2 separate regions of the Mus musculus genome follow, and region 2 is linked to region 1. Evidence: chromatin contacts called from public Hi-C data. All regions are on one chromosome and are shown on one strand. Each heading gives the region's core, a stretch centred on a gene start, on an enhancer-like site or on the middle of the called end of the contact. The rest is flanking DNA. Distances are from core to core; before and after follow the strand shown.

What was found. Hi-C and Micro-C count contacts between places; a contact is called where the count stands out from the background.
Region 2: a Hi-C map of cerebellum shows a contact between it and region 1, with 3 times the contacts expected there. The contact joins two enhancer-like sites. A contact is called at or near these places in 1 of 15 datasets of contacts at CTCF or cohesin (large pre-B cells), 6 of 484 Hi-C or Micro-C datasets (cerebellar granule neurons, cerebellum, cortical neurons and 2 more), 1 of 115 datasets of contacts at active chromatin or transcription factors (large pre-B cells) and 2 of 9 other capture datasets (embryonic stem cells and embryonic tail).

Annotation. Positions count from the first base shown.
Region 1 is chr11:44,832,216-44,836,408 of GRCm38.p6, forward strand. The region is part of intron 6 of Ebf1 (early B cell factor 1); the gene reads left to right. Among named protein-coding and RNA genes, the nearest start is that of Ebf1, 220 kb to the left of the region's middle. Within about 2 kb of position 1,541, at least 23 of the 459 cell types and tissues checked have an H3K27ac peak or open chromatin away from gene starts, as enhancers often do. A contact at or near this core is called in cerebellum, where this site is marked.
Region 2 is chr11:45,536,919-45,541,046 of GRCm38.p6, forward strand. No RefSeq gene overlaps it. Among named protein-coding and RNA genes, the nearest start is that of Gm22284, 100 kb to the right of the region's middle. Within about 2 kb of position 2,718, at least 23 of the 459 cell types and tissues checked have an H3K27ac peak or open chromatin away from gene starts, as enhancers often do. A contact at or near this core is called in cerebellum, where this site is marked.

The DNA of each region.
Region 1 (4,193 bases), core at 291-2,790:
CTATTCTCAGCCCAATTGCATGTTCATTGTTACCCAGGACTCTGTCTTTGCAAACACAAAGCAGTTCTGTGGCGTGCATTTTTAAGCAGAAGCGACCAGGGAGTCAGGGAGACACAGGCGTGTGCAGCCTGTGGAGACAGGTGGACAGGACTGCTTCCTTTCCAGCTTTAAGCTCTTGCTGCCCCCAGTGTCCAAAGTCTATCCTCATGTGCTGCTGGTACCAGAGGATGCTGGGGCCACCTCCGTGTCCCTAGGGAGCTAGGATCACTTATTTGCTGCCGCAGGTACTTGAAAGATTGGGACAAAGGAAGCAAAAATCTCCCCACCCAGGGCCTTCAGTTTCTATCGATCGCTTACTAGCAAGCCAGGTTTGGTCTATTTAGCCCAAATCCCTAATGACAAGAGAAGACGCGGGAGACTCCTCCGGATGCGGACTTCATGCAGAGCTGGGACTACAGAACCTGGCCAACACCTGCAGGCTGCTGCCAGCCAGCAGCACGGGCAGAAAGCCTGCAGAACATTTCAGCACCCGGGCTGCTAAACAAAAGGCAGCCAAATTCCCTCCGTCTATTAAAATTGAGGAGGAGAGAGGCCCTGCCACCCCCATCTGGGACCAGCTCAGGGTAAAATTGATACTGTGTTAGTAAGAAGGATAGCAGTAGCCTAAATCAGGGCTGATTTTCAGGGGAGTATTTAAGCTTCAAAATAGAGGTAGCTTGGGGCAGTGGGCATAAACTTGACAAACAGGCTACTTTAGACCTGTCTGACTGTATCAGCATAATAGGGCAATGAAGCTTTTATTCATTCAAAGAAAGGTTGGGTTTGATTGGCAGGGCAGCCCGCTTGAACGTGAGTGGCTCTTTCCCTCCCCAACACACCACAGCTATCAATTACCGTTTTGAATACGAAGTGTTTCTAATGTAAAATAATGCCAACCTCTGCCTCTGCCCTCAGGCCAGAAAGCTTCTTTGTGTTATTTATTCCCAGTCTGGTCTGAACCTTCCTCACTTCTCTGGCTCTTTTTTTTCCCCCTATCCCCTTTTCTTTCCTTTCAGTATCTAAATGATGTAATATCGCCGGCAGAAGTGAGGTTCATGCAGAAAAACCTTCCTGCTCTTTATTTTAATCAATACCCTTCTGGGTGAGTGACATTTCCACCTTAGTAATTTAAAATCAGGAGACCCGGGGATGTCCGCGCTTGTGAATCACCCTGGGTTCCAGGAACAAAGGAGGCATTTTTGTGTTTTTGTAATTTCCCCATTCGCTGTACAAACAACTGGGCTCTGAAGCTGACTTCGTTTAGCAGTCAACTTCTGTCTAGAAAACTGCGCACCGCCGAGCCAACCGCCGGGCTTATTTACATCAGCAAGTGATTTGTCTAAGCTGCCATCTGTTGGCCACTTAGCTATTTTAATTTGATGCCGGGGACATTACCTGACTTTGTATATTCCATTTTGATCTGCGTCGTGTTTGAGGAATATTTGAAAATGACTCTAAAGGAGAAGACTTTTGAAGGATCCCACTGAACAAATATGTACATATGTTAAAGCCATGCTGGGCAGGAGTGTGGGAAGAGGCGAGTGCGTGTGTATACAGAGTGGGCTAATCATCTCTGCGGGCAAACTGACAGTACATCCTCTAGAATTCCTTCCTTCTCATTTCCAGCAGACCCCCTCATTTGCCCATCGTTCAGAGGCTTTCCCACAGTTCCAAAGCGGCTGTTTTTAGGTGGTTATGTTTATAACCCTTGTGAGCCAGTGCAGGATGCTGAAGGAGGCACAGTGGAATATCCATCTGCAAGGGCCCAAGGTTCCAGTGTGGCTCCAGCTTGTTCTTCTATCTTTTCATCATTTGTCTCTCTCATAGCACCCCAGTTAGTTAAGAGTGAGTACTTATCCAGACCCTCTATGAAAGCTCCAGAGAAGTTTGAAATTTTCTTTTTGATTCCCCATGTTGTCTGCCATATAATATTCCCTTCTGTATAACTTCTTTCTGTGGGCTTTTGTGATATTGGTGTTTTTTCCTCCTACCATTCATCAGATGTTAGAGTATTTCCAATTGAACTTGGCCTTGCTTCCAAGCAGCTTCCTGGCTACACTGGTCTTACACTGGCATTCTCCTCAAGCTAACATGTTGTGTACAACTGCAGGATAGCTGTCCACAGCAGAGACACATAGGCACCTCCGGGTTACACACTCCCCACTGTGCTTACTGAGAGCACAGAAGTGCCAACTACCCTATCCCAGACATCCATGCACAAAACATTCAGTCATCAGATGGGAACAGATCTAATGCTAACCCCGGGCAGAGTGGACAGTTAGGCAGGCACCAGGAAAGAGTGAGTGAAAAGATGTGAACAGGCTGAAGAGAGCCAGGTGTTGGGCTTTCAACCTCCATAAGGTGGAGATTTTCTCTTCGTGTCTATTGTACTTGAAGAATATGTGAATCTGCTCAAAGTCGTGAAAGTAGAAATATATAATCTAGGAAATGTGACGCTTTATTTCTCTCCCTGAAAAATGCAGGCAGGGAAGGGACCCACAAGACCCATGTCGGCACGAGACTGTAGGAACAGAGAGAATGAGATTAGGTGAGATTCGGCGCTTGCTCAGGGGTAGTGAGCTGTGAAGTCTATGTTGGTCTTACAGACATTATCAGGTACCATTATTTCCAAAGCAAGATATGGCAGACAGAAACAACTGCTTTCCTAATTATTCTAACGAAGCTTCCGGAGCACTAGGACAAAGGGACTCCATCAAAGTTTTTCACTGTCCCCAAACTTCATATTTACAGTCTAGCATAGGTCCAAAGAAGTTATCCAAATATAATACCAGTTGGAAAGTTGCTCATGTTCTCTCTCTCTCTCTCTCTCTCTCTCTCTCTCTCTCTCTCTCTCCCTCTCTCTCTCTCTCGTATTTATAAACTACTGTCATAAGCTAGAGTCACCAAAATGTCTCTTTAAAGAGAGAGCAGTCTAACAGTAATAAAATAATTTAGTCTATTTTTTATGAAGCAATAATATTTTTGAACAGCCCACTGAATGCCTTCTAAGTTGCCTGGGTGCCTAAAGGGCTTACAACGTTCTTCCGTGGAGATAAATAAGCTGTCAATTCATGATGAGGAAAATCAAACCCACAGTGTTGATCTTGGCTGAGATGCCTGTTCAAGTATGAGAGAAATTGTTGCCGAGATGTAGCTGAGCCCATGTGTTAGCAGTTAGCACTCCAGTGCCACAATGAGGCTCTGCTAGTCTTTTCAAAAGATAAACATTGCTGTCAAAATAAGGAAAGGGAAAGATTAACCCGTTCAGGTACACGTAAATAATAAATGACATTCCAGCTCCCTGGAGTCCTCACGAAGAAAAGAGCTAAGGTCCAGAGAGTGACTTTTATTGGCTTACCTGAGTTTCTTTTTCTTGATACCTTCTGGAGCCAGGGATGGGAAGGGCAGGAGGACCCTCTAAAGTAAACATAGCTGAATGCTCAGTAGAGGGTGAGACTTCAAAGAGGTACATGCCCAAAGCCCATTGGTTTGCTGGGGGTTCTTACACTTCTCCAATGTAACCGTGTGTCTTACACTTCTACAATGTAACAGTGTCTCTCTGACCCTGAGCACTAAGGCCATGCATTTTTGGAGTACTAGCCTAAATAAGTAAATGAAATAAAATAAAATAAAATAAAATAAAAAATCAGCAAAGAGGATAATTTGGTGTAGATTAAACTGGTGCATTATCATAAAAGGCTTGCAGATATCATTCTCCATTTAGGAAAACCCAGTGCAGAGAAAGGGAGAGGAGGGCATTTTATACTGAACATCAGCTGCAGTGGTAGGCCCTTTTCATCTGGTTGCCCTGGGAACTTTGGGTCCAGAAGGTCCCTTGAGTGGATCGGAACTTTTTAAATGGAATCATAAGCGAATGCCAAGTATTTGATGCCGGAACAGGTTGTTTTCTAAAATGTTTGTGGTATAGGTTGGGGAAGCCCCACCCCTTTCAAACTTGTTCTCAGAAGTCTGTAAAGGGATAGGCACAAAGACGAAGGGTTCAAGTGTGCCCTGTGTCTTCCATAAAAACGCAGTGGTTTCATGTCCATTGAAAGGCCCCAGTGTTCATGACCATTAAAAGGGTCCAATAGCTAAGACCAAAGAAAAGGATTCTGATGTAGTTTAGGAGTCCACTCCAAGGGAGGGGCCTTGGG
Region 2 (4,128 bases), core at 1,468-3,967, 710 kb after region 1:
GGCTTTGTTTCCTGCCCCTGGCCTCAAACCCTCAGAGTCAAGTTTGAAATGCCCGTCTCTCCCTATCTAGCCATCCAATCACCAAGCACTCAGATGCCTTTCATAATACCCTTGATATTTTTCATAGTGATTCGACTCCCCCGTCCTTGCCTCTTTTCTCATAGCCCCCCCCCACACACACACACACATACACACACACACACACACACACTTCCCAAACAGCCCACAGGCCACCATGTAATTCATTATCCTCACAGAACACTTTGTACAAAGCATTCCCTTGCTCAAACATCTTCACATCTAAGCCCCTTCCTCTGCACTCATGGGCAGATCCCCCAGAACACACACACTGTTGTCTGGTCCTCATTATCATACGTAGCAGGCCAGCCAACACTGAGTGGGCATGAATAGGAACCGTCGCCCTGTTAAGCGCATACATCAGCTCACTGAGCCTCTCAGCATCACCACAGATAGCTGTGATGATCAACGAGGGGTGCAGGTGAGGTGCTATTCATGTGTATGTGGGGAAGGGGGTACATGTCGGGAACAGAGAACATGTAGGCCAGAAGTCAACCTCAGGGGATGTTTCTCAGGAGCCATCCACCTTGGGTTTGGGGATAAGATCTCTTGGCTTGGTACAGAGAGCAAGGTGGGCTGGCTAACCAGTGATTCCCAAGAATCTGCCAGTCTCTACCTCCCTGTGCTGAGCTAAGTGTGCACTAAGTATCTTCAACACCAGTTGTTTTTTTGTTTGTTTTTTTGTTTTTTGTTTTTTTTTAAGAGCGGTCTGGGAATTGAACGTTGTAGCCTTGCGCTTAGGTACCAAGCATTTGACTGACTGAGCTGTCTCTCAACCCCACAAAATGCAAAGTTTATAGATCACTTACCAAAGGCTCAAAGCAGCAAACAGACATGTGCTAGTTTACATGGTAGCGTGATAAAAAAAAATAATAATAAAATAAAATAAAAAACAAAGAAACCTCAGAACCGAACTGTGGCCACCAGACTCCAAGGACCTGTCCTTTCACCTCCACCCTAGGATGCCTTTGACCATGTCTCTCCTCTTACTCTACCCGACATCTGTCTCGAAGCAGCTTCAAACGGACCGCATCCTGATGCAATTCTTAGCCTGCAAGAGGAACGGATGCGTCTGGACTCAAAGCACCATGAACTGAACAGGGATAGCCCTCTGTCAGACAGCAGGCCCAGCAGGTAGCTAGCCTCCATCCCCGGCTGGCCGCCAACAAGAAGGCAGCTCTGGGCAAGCCCACAAAGCAGGCCAGTGTGATCTGCTCTGTGTGGCCCTGATGACTCCACCATTTGCTTAAAAGCCATGCTGTGTTTCCTAGACAATGGCTATACTCCAAGACACACATTCCGGTTTTTAAGGCTCTAATGTAAACATTCTATAAACAGCTCTTTCCCTATGCCTTTGCCCTCCCCATGAAGGCTTTTAACATATTGTTTCTGCTCACTTTTTTTTTCTCCCTTTCTAAATTCAGCTCTGCTCTCTTGCTCCCTTGCTTCTCCTTCCCTTTCTGCTTCAATGTCTCCTTGCCCATCTCCTGACTAACTTCTTCTGCAACATCCTCACTGCTGTGGCTGTGCTCCTTTGAGGAACCTTGTCTTGTCGGGGGGGGGGGGGGGGGTTCTGCAGTTCCCAGCCGTTTCTCGCTCTCTGTTTTCTTGTTTGCCCAGCAGAGCTGTCCTCCTCTGCTGGGTCTGTGTCTCCGCTTTCATGTTTACTGGAAAAGCTTCACTCCACTTCTCACCTCTTCCTGCCCCCCACCGCCTTCCCATCCAGCACCAGTGTGCCCTCATCTCTCCACTGCCCTTTCTTTCTGGATGCCTGGTCCTCCTTGTGTGATCCTTCCTTTCCCACACCCTTCACCCCCATTCTTGGTCCTCTCCTCCCTTATCCCTCTCTCTCCTCTTGCTGCCATTATGTCCCCTCCTGGTTTACACACTCCCTCTTTATCATTGTTTCCACTCCTTCTGGCTACTGATACCATAAAGGGGGTTGCAAACTCTATCCCTGGCTGCATGTGCACACCAGGAGCCTGCCTGGCAGCCTAGCATCAAAATTGCACAGAAAACTGGATCTTGGTGCCTATGTGTAGTAGCTTGGCCTTGGATAGATCTCAGTTAGAGGGCTTCAGTGTAAAGCTGGAGCCCCAGGCATCCAACTCAGGAGGCAAGATGCAGAGAGAACTGTTTCTATTTTCCAGGGCCTTTGGTCAAGTTAAGGCCACAGACCAGTTGAGGTTTCAAGGAGACCTAAATGTCATCACCTCTACCCCTTTCCTCTTCTCTGTCTCTGTCTCTCTCTTTCTCTCTCTGTCTGTCTCTCTGTATGTCTCTCTCTCTGTCTCTCCATCTCTCTGCCTCTCTCTCTCCTCCTCTCTCTGCCCCCCACTCTGTGTGTGTGTGTGTGTGTGTGTGTGTGTGTGTGTGTGTGTGTGTGTGTATGTGTGTGTGTGTGTCTTATGTATGTACTTCTCATTTTGTCTCACTTTTGTCCAGGATACAAAGGCCTTGTAACTTATCAGATTTAGCATACAACATTACCACACTACAAAATAAAATAGAAAAGATAGAAAAGAGAGTAAGAGGCACCCCGGCAGAAGGAGTTGGTGCTGCAGGGCAAAGGCTGGCCTTGCCCAGTTGTTCTGCCTTCCCCAGGCTCCAAGTCAAGCAGGACTGACTATGCCTTTCCTTAGAGTACAGCGCCATCTAGCAGATGAAATGCCAAACCTGTAGCTGAAGGCCTGGAAGCAAGTCTCCACAGATTCAGGCCAGTCAAACCGCAACTGGTCTGAAATAGCAATGTAGCCCTCTGGCCTTGTTTGATATTTCGGTCCATTTTCAACTCTCTGTTTTTCCTGAGCCTCACTCCTGAATTCCTCCAGTATGGTCTTCATTCCTAGAAAAGGCAGCAAAGTTCCAGGTGAGCTGGCAGACTTTGCCTGAAGCTAGGAAGCCCTGGGTGGCATTTTCCAAAGCAAAATAAAACGGAATTTCCTGAAGACGAGGTAATCTTCGTTCCTCATTTCTTTTTCTGTTGTTTCTTCTTTCATCCTTCTGTGAAGACCTGACTTTCAATCACCTCCACAAAGTTACTGTTTCTACATACCATTTATACTCTGTCATTTACTTTTAACTACAAACCCCAGTAGGTTGTCAGTAGCTGTCTATAATCTTTGCCAAAACGTGTGCTGAGGCATCTATAGTCAAATCCATACAGGTTCAGGTAGAGAGCTGTGAAGAGCCACCAATGTCTACGAGGAATATGGGTATGTAGGGTGGCAATGAGACTGTCCCATGTCTGTCCTCAAAGAATTGGGGCATAAGTAATGTAAATATCTCAACATTGCAGAAAAAATGTCCCAGGGCCACACATCTGAAAGCAAGCCATGTCATCTCTCAGTCCTCTCTAGCCTTTCATTTCAGGGGAGGCAAACTAAGGTCAGAGGAGGTCATGCCTAACCTAAGATCACTCACGTTCTTGTGGCATCAAGACGAGACTCCAGCTTGGTACCCTATCATTTCTGGTCCCTCTAACACCTTCCTAATTACACCCAACAGAGAAAGAAGCTCTCCTATTGACCATGCAGGATACCTCTGACCTCCATTATCACAGTGCAAGTGAGAGTCAGCCATTAAAAAAAAAAAAAAGAGTCCAGCTCAAAGCTGAAGGTTCTACCAACTCCATGGCTGCTCACGGTGCATTAGAAGAGCCTGAGGCTACATCTAAGCCTGTCCAGGGGAAACATTACCATCAATTCATGGTGTTCACCATCACTATAGACACAGAATGAGAGTCAATAAAACAACATTCTATGCTTGCTTAGTCTCTTCCAGCCCTGATACTTTGCAGTGTGTGCCTTGAGCAGAAGTCATGAGTTTCTTTCTTGAACTTGAACCAGAAATTTGGGGTTAGGGATACATAGCAGTAATCCTATGACCCACAGATAGTTTTGTACAACCATAGGCTCCCCGTCTCAGTTATAGATGGGCCCGTAGTTCAAGTCCACTGTGGTTCCCAGTGGCATGTACGTCTATTGCTGCTCCCAATTCCAGAGATATCCTATAAAATTCCAAGTCCTAGCTGATCCCTGGTAATATCCA